Linked DNA regions of Sus scrofa: region 1 is linked to region 2. A link is a contact called in public Hi-C data. All regions are on one chromosome and are shown on one strand. Each heading gives the region's core, a stretch centred on a gene start, on an enhancer-like site or on the middle of the called end of the contact. The rest is flanking DNA. Distances are from core to core; before and after follow the strand shown.

Region 1 (4,785 bases), core at 1,041-3,540, 230 kb after region 2:
ATACAGCAAGCCCTTTGCTCATTAACACAGTGAACCTATTTCTGTCTGTGCATCTAGGATGGTACTGGTTGTTTACTATCCTTAAAATGATGAAGCAAATTATCAGCTCATTTTGTACTGTACTGTTCAGATGAAGCCAGGTGCCACATCCGGACCACACAAGGACTCTACAGAACATAAATGAAATAAATCACCACCATCATCTATAGCACATGGAAGGTACTCAGGTCTATTAGCCCCCTTCCTTTTCTACAGCAGGTTAGAAAGAAACTGGGCTGAGGTTCTCATCAAAGATGACACCACTGCCCTTCCACATTGGGATTCTCAAGGCCAGCCTCCTGGCACTCATCTGTTCCAGAAGGGTAATTCTTTTCCTCTAAGAAGGCACTTTTGAAGAAGGTAAGAGTAAGATACTGAGTAGCTGAGAGGAGGAGGCCAGTGCACGCCAGTGGGCATTCAGTATCCTACTCTTACCTTCTGGAACAGAGGTCACCTCCTTTAACGAGGGAACTAAAGGGATCACACTGGTGGCTCTAATGGAACTGGCAAGACCATAAAGTTAACCTTCCCCCCAAAGGGCAGCACCTTACAGTTACTTCTCCCCTGAATGTTATCATCTGTTTAATTGTTTCTTTCCACTTCTCAACTGAAAGCTTCTGGAGGGCAAGGGCTAAGACTAGATGTCTTTTTTGTTTTGGTAACCTTATAGCCATAATGCCTAGCACAGAGCCAATACCCATGATGTCTGTGATGAATTAACAACAGTTGCCAACAAAAGCCAAAAGGTGTGAAACTAGAAGAGAACTATGGTTAAAAAAAAAAAAAACACCTCGCCTTTCACGGAACTTTCAGCCTGCAAGGCACTTTAGCAAGAGAAATTCTCCCAGACCAAGGAGGAGGAGTTCCTCACTTCTCAGAGCATCTCATATGTAAGTTTCCTTTGACAAGAGGAGAGGGCGACAGGATGGCTGCATATCTATCCCAGGCAGCTCACAGGCAAGCTGTCTGCCACCTCTAAGGAGGTGGGACAACTTTAGACTATGTTCTAGCATTTCACAAGCCTTTGGATGAGAAGCTCTCTAACCCCAGGTCCTCACGTGACCTCTAACATCCACCTGTCTCTTCTCACAGCTCATCTAGTCAAGCTGGGCTCAAAATACCCCTCCAACCGCCCAAGGAAACCTTGTCTTTGTCTTTTCAAATGATGTCCATGATATGTCAAGTGCACACACACCCAACGGAGAGAGTGAATAGAGCACTGCTTTAAAGAGGAGGTCTCTGGGAAGGCAGGACCCTCTACAACAAGGACCTTTTGCTGTGCCAACTCCTGAAACCTCAGCTGAGTACTATCCAAGTAAACAGTTTGTCCTTTTTTTCTAAGTGAGAGAGAGGGAGAAAGAGGATCGATGAAACTTGCCATGGGCATCTATCTGGAGTTAGAGAAAAATTAGTTTCCCAAAACAACAAAGAAACACAGCCTCCCGGAACAAGCCCGCGCCCCTCAGAGGCAGCGGATATGAAATAGAAGGGAACTGCACCCTGGAACCCTTGCGCCCGCTGCTTTGGAGAGGAACTCCCAGCCCCAAACTGCCAGGCAGCAAGAAAGAAAGCTGCCGGGCAGCCGACCCCACATTCCAGTGAACTACCCCGGCTTCCCCACCTGGGGTGCCAGCTTCTCCCTGCCTCCCCCACCGCCCTCCTTCTCTTCCTCCCCGCTTCGTCTAAACAAGGCAAGAGCTCAGGCAAAACAAAGAGAGGTTTGCCTTCAAAATAATCAGAAAAAAAAAAAACACCACCTTTTCCCTTCGTGTAATAGGTGATGGAGGAAACTAATTACAGAAATGTATGGCAAAAAAACCAGGCAGCATTTGTCTTTAAATTAATGCATTTTCCCCTCCCCCACTCCTCGACTCTGAGCAGCCAGCGCCACCCCGCCCCCAGCTCTTTTATTATCAGTTGAATCACGTCTCATGCCAAGCAAAAGGTCATTTCAGGTCATCTTGGAGAGAGTAAAGGACCCGGGTAATGTTGGAATTGGCAAGCCAGAGAGAGATGGGGGAGAGGGACTACAAGAAGACCCCACTTCCAAGGAGAACACAGTTGTGCCAGAAAGACACAGGGAACGTTTCAAAAGCATGACAAGCACTACCCAAGCGATCTGCAGCTAATTCCTTATAAAAACAGGAATATAGCTTGTATTGCGAGATGCCTGGAGAGTCATTCAAGTTTCTAATTGTTCTCACCCGGAACCTTATTTTCCACCATTCAGCAGAGACAGAAACGCTGCCCCTAGTCCAAGTCCACATTCTGGAAACAAGTGCCTTGTAAACCCGAACTTGGAGGACTGTGGGCTACCAGGCATAGGGGCAGGACTTAGTGCCTGAATAAATGGGGGGAGGGGCAGCTGCCTTCCTGAAAGAGGTTTAAAACCACCAGGGTATGTGAGCAGTGTATTTATTTGCCTTGTTTCAGGAACAAGCACAGATCTCTTTGTTTGAGGATAGAAAGAAAAAAAAAAAAAAAAACAATCAAGAAACCTTGCATATTTTTTTCTCCTACAACGTTTACTGCATAGTGATGGCCTGGCTGGCTGTTTGCTTGTTTTAACTTCTCCAGTAAAGAAGAAGCTTTTTTAAATTCAATGCCATTTCAATGAAGACAACTGACTGAATTCTTGCCAAGTGCATTTTTCCCTTCTCTTTTCCACTGCTGCGTTTGAACGTCCTCTATCTGCCTAATTTTTTTTTTTTTTAAACTAAGAAACTTCTTTTTTTTTGCAAGAACACAGATGCCAACAGCCATCTATCAAGGGAGTGGGAGGCTTGGGTAAGATTGTTTGCTTCAAGATTCCCAAAGTACCTTACATGGAAATTCCCCTTCTCCCCCCATCCCCCCATCTCTTGCTCTGCTCCCTCTCTTCCGAGTCTAGCTTCTGATAAAGGCCAATGGTAAGTGAGAGTCATTCATTTATCAACTCATCCTGGAAGCTAGCTCATCACAATGGTTATCACCTCAGTGTATGGCACCTGCTAGGAAAAAACCTGCCTCCATAGGCGTGTTCCTCAATTCACACCATTTATCATAAAAACATACTCACTGAAGTTCTATCAGTTTCCTTATTACTAGAGTTAATAGGTGTCCAAAGAAATACAGGTAGTCTTTGCTACTGTTAATTTTGTTGAAGTTATTACTTGTAGAAATTCAATTTTCTGGGTTGTTGAAGAGAATGGACCACCATCAGTTTATTTGGGGTGAGCACTATGCCAAGTGGAAGGAGGAAGAGATACAGAGAAGTCCATTATTGTTGGGAAAAAATCCCTTGTTTTAGAGGGAGTCAGGAATTGCCTAAGAACTGAACTGCTGCTACTAAGTGGGAGTCAGGAATTGCCTAAGAACTGGAGTGGCTGATGCTTGTACCCATCAGAAAATGTGGTCACCCAAAAGCAACCAATGAGAACTCTCATTTGAGTATGAGTCATTTCCCATTGGTTAAAGGTACCCTGATGAAAGACCCTGAAGGCAAAAGTGATAAAGGTAGACTGGGACATGGAGATGTCACAGAGAGAAGATGGCAGTTTTCCACTTGTAGCCATTGCTACTGAACAGCCCTGAATCACAGAGATAAGCACAGTAATAATCCTCCTGTATGTTCATGCCCTCCTTGGTCTCCCTAACAGGAGCCTCGAGGTTGACCACAAGTTCTAACAGACTGAGAACACCTCAGGCATTTCCCAGTGCCTTACTGGCAAGTAAGAAAGAACCAGTATTTCCTAAATAATCACGTACTACATACAAATGTAACTAATTTAGTCCTCATGACAACCCTGTGGCTAAGCACTATTTCATTCACTAGTGAAGAAACTGACCATCAAGCTAAGTGACAGACCACCACTCATCCAAGGGAAAGAAGCTCCTTTTTTCTTTTGAGGCATCCTCATTTCAGAGACCATGCTTACCTTATTACACATAACTTGTCAAGAACCCTGTTATGCCTAATATCGTCTTCAGTTTATAGATGAAAAAAAATCAAGATTAGAGGAACTTAAGTAGCTTGTAGGTTGTCCGTCACGAAGCAGGAGAAAGTAAAGGAGCCAAAATCACGCACACAGTCTGAGTCCCAAAGCCCCTGTTCTTTGATTACAATTGATGACTCTAATAGTAGCCTGAGAAGAATGAAAAATTCATTTCGAACCTCAATCCTAATAGATGACACAAAATATCCCCAATCTCTAGGAGGCAGAAAAACTTAACTTGGCGTTTGTCCATGAGATGACATCACTACAAAGGCCCTAAGGCCTAAAGGAAAACATTTCAGACAGTTGCAGGGAAGGTGACAAAGTAGCATCTAGATCTGATTTTAAACTAAGACCTCACGAGTGACACTCTTTGTTTGATGTTCCAAGGATACCAAAAGTGACAGGTGAGAAATTCCCAGAGTTTACTCTCCTTCTAGCTTTTTATTACTGAATTTAAAACTCTTTTTAAATGTGACCATCAAATTTATCATTTTCAGTTGATTTGGCCATCCCAGTGAATGGCATTTGTTTATTCAACAAATATTGAGTGCGTGCTAGGTACCAGACAACATGCTGTATGTTGGGGATACATCAAATTTGTTCAATTGACTAGATAATGCTGCTTAAGGAACTGTTTTAGGAACATCAGAGGAGGAAGAGGAGGAGGAAAAGGAGGAGGGTGGGATAGAGTGGGTGGAGAAGTTAATGAATAAAGGTTTGGCAGACTAAGTCTCAAGTGCCTGCAGAAACACCCCCTGGAGAAGTCTGG
Region 2 (4,507 bases), core at 1,122-3,621:
GGGGCCCACTGCTCACAGCCCAACACAGCGATCCTGCATGGCTTACCCACCAAAGTCCAAAGAACTCCCAAAGATGAAACTGTCCAGTGAACCTGTGAAACTGTCACACGCTACCTTATGAACAAAGAAATGAGACCCACGACGTTGCTCAAACTCCAGCAGCCCAGGTACCAGTGGTGAATTTCACGTGTCCTGTCCAAACGGGTTTCTCTACGCAGCCTCCTTGTCACAATCCAAAAGTCCTTTCCCGTGTCTAACCTGAGTGATCCCTTGAGCTCTTGAATTCCACGATCTTTAACTCTTCCTGGTTTGAAGAGTGAGTTCCCCTCTCAGAAATGAGACTAGCAAAGTAAAAAAGAAACCAGCGACTCCTAAGACAAAGACCAAAGAAGGCCCACAGCTTTAGCGGAGAAGGGCCAGAACAGAGAGGCAGGTTAATGGGTGTTTGTGACTCCAGTATGCTCAGTGCCCCACATCTCAGGACCTTAACCGCCCACAGACAAGTCTCTTGATTTTGATGGGGAATCTCTCTGCGGCTCTTATGCTTCAGTTGCTCAAAACACAAGTGTTTATTATGCATCCGCACAATTAGACCATCATGATAAGCCCTGATGATAGCGGTGGTGTAAGGCACTGCTGGAGTAAAGACCCTTGGGGCATCAGCACAATGCATAGAGACTGTGGAAAGCAACTTGGAGAATAAAACGTGGAAAATGTACCCATCTTTCCAGCCCTGCCACTTCCTCCCACTTCTGGGGCGGAGTGCAACAGTGCTGAAAAGTGGACATTCACTCTTCACGGGGGAAGAGGGTGGAACACACCCTATCACACACAACTCTGAGGGTCCCAATTCTCCAGAGTTGCTTGTCATGTGTAAAAAATGAACACAGAGGATCTTACTGCTTTGTGAGGCCTGTGACAGTCATCCCCTTTCTCTAGAAATAACATGGGCTATAATGATAACAGCCTAGAAAGGTGAAGAACTAGCTTTTCTTTAAAAAAAAAAAAAAAAAAAGAGAAAAGGAAGAAAATAAACAGGCAAAAACAGACTCTGAAGGACAACTTATTTTGTCTGATTATTGGCACACCACAATGCAGTTAGGAGGTTCTTCTTAAGATCTAACCTGCATTTCTATTGCTGTTTTTGTTTGACCATAGATTGCTCGAGCCTCTTTGCCAACAGAGAAATACTCATAGCCCTTCCCAGCTGGCCATTTGATTCAGTTGTAACAGAGCTGTTCCAAAATCCATGGTAAAGGAGTTCCCGTTGTGGTGCAGTGGAAACAAATCCGACTAGGAACCATCAGGTTGCGAGTTCCATCCCTGGCTTCACTTATTGGGTTAAGGATCCGGTGTTGCTGCAAGCTGTAGTGTGTAGGCCACAGTTATGGCTCTGATCTGGCACTGCTGTGGCTGTGGCATACTTCAGCAGCTGTAGCTCAGATAAGACCCCTAGCCTGGGAATCTGCATATGCCACAGGTGCAGTCCTAAAAAGAAAAAATAAAGTGAAATCCATGGTAAAATGTCTGTCCCTGAAAAGGGCCATTGAGCTTTGCTGCATAAGAGAGCTATGGACCATACCTCTTAAGCTAGATATCCTGGCCATACATGTGTGAATGCAGATGATCTCATGACCACTGCTTCTTTTCTACTTTAAAAAAAAAAAAAAGACTTGTGCCTGCACTTCAACCTGACAGAAGAGAGCTGAAGTGTCAGCCAGACACCCAGAACTAACCTTTGTCCCCTCATTAGGGCAGGACGCTAGGCCAGAGCTGGGTGGGAGCCAGAGCCCAGCCCTGTGCTTTAGCCTGAGGCCATTATCCCCATCTTGAAGGCAAGAAGGCGGAGGCAAGAGCAGAGCCCCATCCAGCAGGTGCTGGGAATTAGCAGGGTAAGTGGCTTAACATTCCCAACCTTGGTTTGTTTCCTCACTTGAAAAAGGGGGATAAGAGATGACATATCTCACAGGATTGCTGAGAAGATTCCATTCAACAGGATAAAGTGGGTAATGCAAGGCCTGGCACCTAAAGAGTGACCATTTCACTGCACCTCTTGTGCAATGACATTGGTAGAGCCACCTCTGGGGGCAAAGGAGCAAAGAGAGAGTGTGGGAAGGAGAGCTCCGGAAGCGACCCAGGCCCCGTCAGCCCCGTGGCCCTGCACTTAACTCCACTGTGCAGGGGGGCAGAACGTTCATGCAGGTCCGGCTCTCTCTCAGATATGGAAGGATCGGCAGCACAATAAAGACCTGCCTCCCACGAGATGGGCCCTGCGCCGAGCTGCCTGGATCCAGGGGAGACATCGCTGTCCAGCATTTCCATCAGGGCTCCCCCGAGCCAGTCCCTGGGGCACACACAAAGCCCCATTCAGGACGGCTGGAGCTTTGAGAGCAGGCAGAGGAGCTGGGGGCCCGGGAAGGGGGTGGAGGAGCAGCACAGAGCCTGGCACCAACCCGCCGCCGGCCCGCCTCGGGCGAGTGGGCGTGGAGGGCGCAGGTCCGCGGCCGTCCATGCAGCACCCTTTGTCCTTCCGCAGATTCCTTTCTCTGGTGGTCCAGGGCCCGGCGGCACCAGCTGCCACGGCTGGACCTGCGTGACCTCCCCGGAGGAGGCTGGGCACCCCCCACCCCCACCCCCCCTGATGCCAGCCCCAGAAGCAGGGTATCCAGTGGAAACAGATCATTGCTAACTGGCTTGCCATTTCAAAAGCACTTCTGGGAAAACCGCCTCTGAGAGGTTCCCACCCTGGGTATGTACTTGCTGTGGCACTGAAAAGAAGTCAAATTAACCCACGGTTACCACCCTTTATTCCTCAGGACCTAGGAAGCTGCTCCGTGTTCTTCAGCCTTGGCTTTCCCACCTGTACAATGGAGCCTGGTAAAACAATCTGCCGGAATTCAAAGAGCAGCTGTTGTGAGCGTTTCCAGGTAGCAGTTCATTCTCCCTGAGCAGGCAGGCAGGCAGGCCGGCCCCAGCCTTCCTCGCTGGGGCCTCCTGGATGGTACAGAGAATGCCCGGTCTAGAGTCCCCACGGACAGCCCCCAAATATGTCAAGTTTGATGCATCGAGGCCATGCTCGCTCTGCAGTGTGCTGAATTTTGGAGCAGGCTGCTCACGGGCCCATGACCCTTGGATGCAGAAGAAAATAAGTCCCCTCCTTTACCTTTTTCCTCCTCAAATGATGAAATGCTATCCCGATGACGTGTCAGATCAAACATGGAACAGAAAATGAGAAAATGGAGCCCCTTTTTGCCACCAAGATTGTAACACACGTCCTGCAGGACAATATTTTTCAGATGACTCAACTCAAAAGGGCTGAATGAAATTTCTATGGTCTGAAAGGGTTTCTACATCAATTAGTCTAGCTGTTCACTTTTCCTGACCTGCAGTGACTCCATTTTATTCACTGAGACATTTCTCACCTCAGTCCATGTACCATCTCCTCCAGGAAGCCCTCTCTGACTACACAGCTGGAGTCTGTGCCTCTTCATCATGTTCCCACAATGCCCCAGGCACGTCTCTCTCTTAGCGCTTGGGACATGACATTGAAGTTTGTTCAATGTCATTTGTCTCAAGTCTTCTTTGTGGTCAGGCACGTACTTTATCAGTCTTTTAAACTCCAGCTTCTAGTGCGGGGTTGGTGCAATGGAGGAGGAGAGTAAAGATTTGCTGAACTAAATGGATGTGTACCTATCATTGGAGAAGTTGCTGGCATAAACCCCCATGTGTCATTTATAAGAGTCTCCTGTAACCTTTGCACTCAGGAAGTTCTAACTCGTATCTGATCCCACATGCAGACATTATTTCTTTCAACCTCATGCAATAACAACTGGTAACTGTCTTCATTCTTATCAGAGCACCCTCAGAAATCACTGATGGGAGTTCCTACTGTGGCACAGCAGAAACGAATCCGACTAGTATCCATGAGGATACGGGTTTGATCCCTGGCCTCACTCAGTGGGTTGGGGATCTGGCATTACAGTAAGCTGTGGTGTAGGTCCCTCGGATCCTGTGTTGCTGTGGCGTAGGTTGGCGGCTGTACCTCTGATTCGACCCCTAGGCCTGGGAACACTCATATATCACAAGTACAGCCTTAAAAAAAAAAAAAATCACTGCTATCACTCATTTCTTTCTACCAAGTCAGCCTTCATTTTTTCAGGCTTAAATCAGGTATGAACTATCAGAACCCCAAATCTGACCATTTTAATTTTTAACAGATGACTAGAAAAGGACTTTCAAGAAGGATTTTGGCCAGAGAGAATGTATGCATTCAATAAGCTGCCGTGCAGCACCTACTCCGTGCCAGACTGTGCTGACAGAGAATAAACAGATGCCAAAATCCCAGGCCATCCAGAGATCTCTAACCTAGAATAGGGAATAAACAGGGGTACTTCATCTAACTAAGAAAAAGCAGCATTTTCCTTTATTTGCGGTGCCTCCATCAGAAGAATCACTCCATTTGGGGAGAATGTAAAAAAGTCCAGAGTGCTAAAAAGCACAACACATT

What was found. A called contact is a pair of places that touch in the nucleus more often than the background predicts.
Region 1: a Hi-C map of brain shows a contact between it and region 2, with 2.9 times the contacts expected there. The contact joins two enhancer-like sites. A contact is called at or near these places in 2 of 47 Hi-C or Micro-C datasets (brain and embryonic fibroblasts).

Annotation. Positions count from the first base shown.
Region 1 is chr9:49,443,766-49,448,550 of Sscrofa11.1, forward strand. The region is part of intron 1 of LOC102164776; the gene reads right to left. Among named protein-coding and RNA genes, the nearest start is that of UBASH3B, 180 kb to the right of the region's middle. Within about 2 kb of position 2,291, at least 15 of the 83 cell types and tissues checked have an H3K27ac peak or open chromatin away from gene starts, as enhancers often do. A contact at or near this core is called in brain, where this site is marked.
Region 2 is chr9:49,214,215-49,218,721 of Sscrofa11.1, forward strand. All of the region lies in intron 3 of LOC102164776, which reads right to left. Among named protein-coding and RNA genes, the nearest start is that of MIR100, 58 kb to the left of the region's middle. Within about 2 kb of position 2,372, at least 13 of the 83 cell types and tissues checked have an H3K27ac peak or open chromatin away from gene starts, as enhancers often do. A contact at or near this core is called in brain, where this site is marked.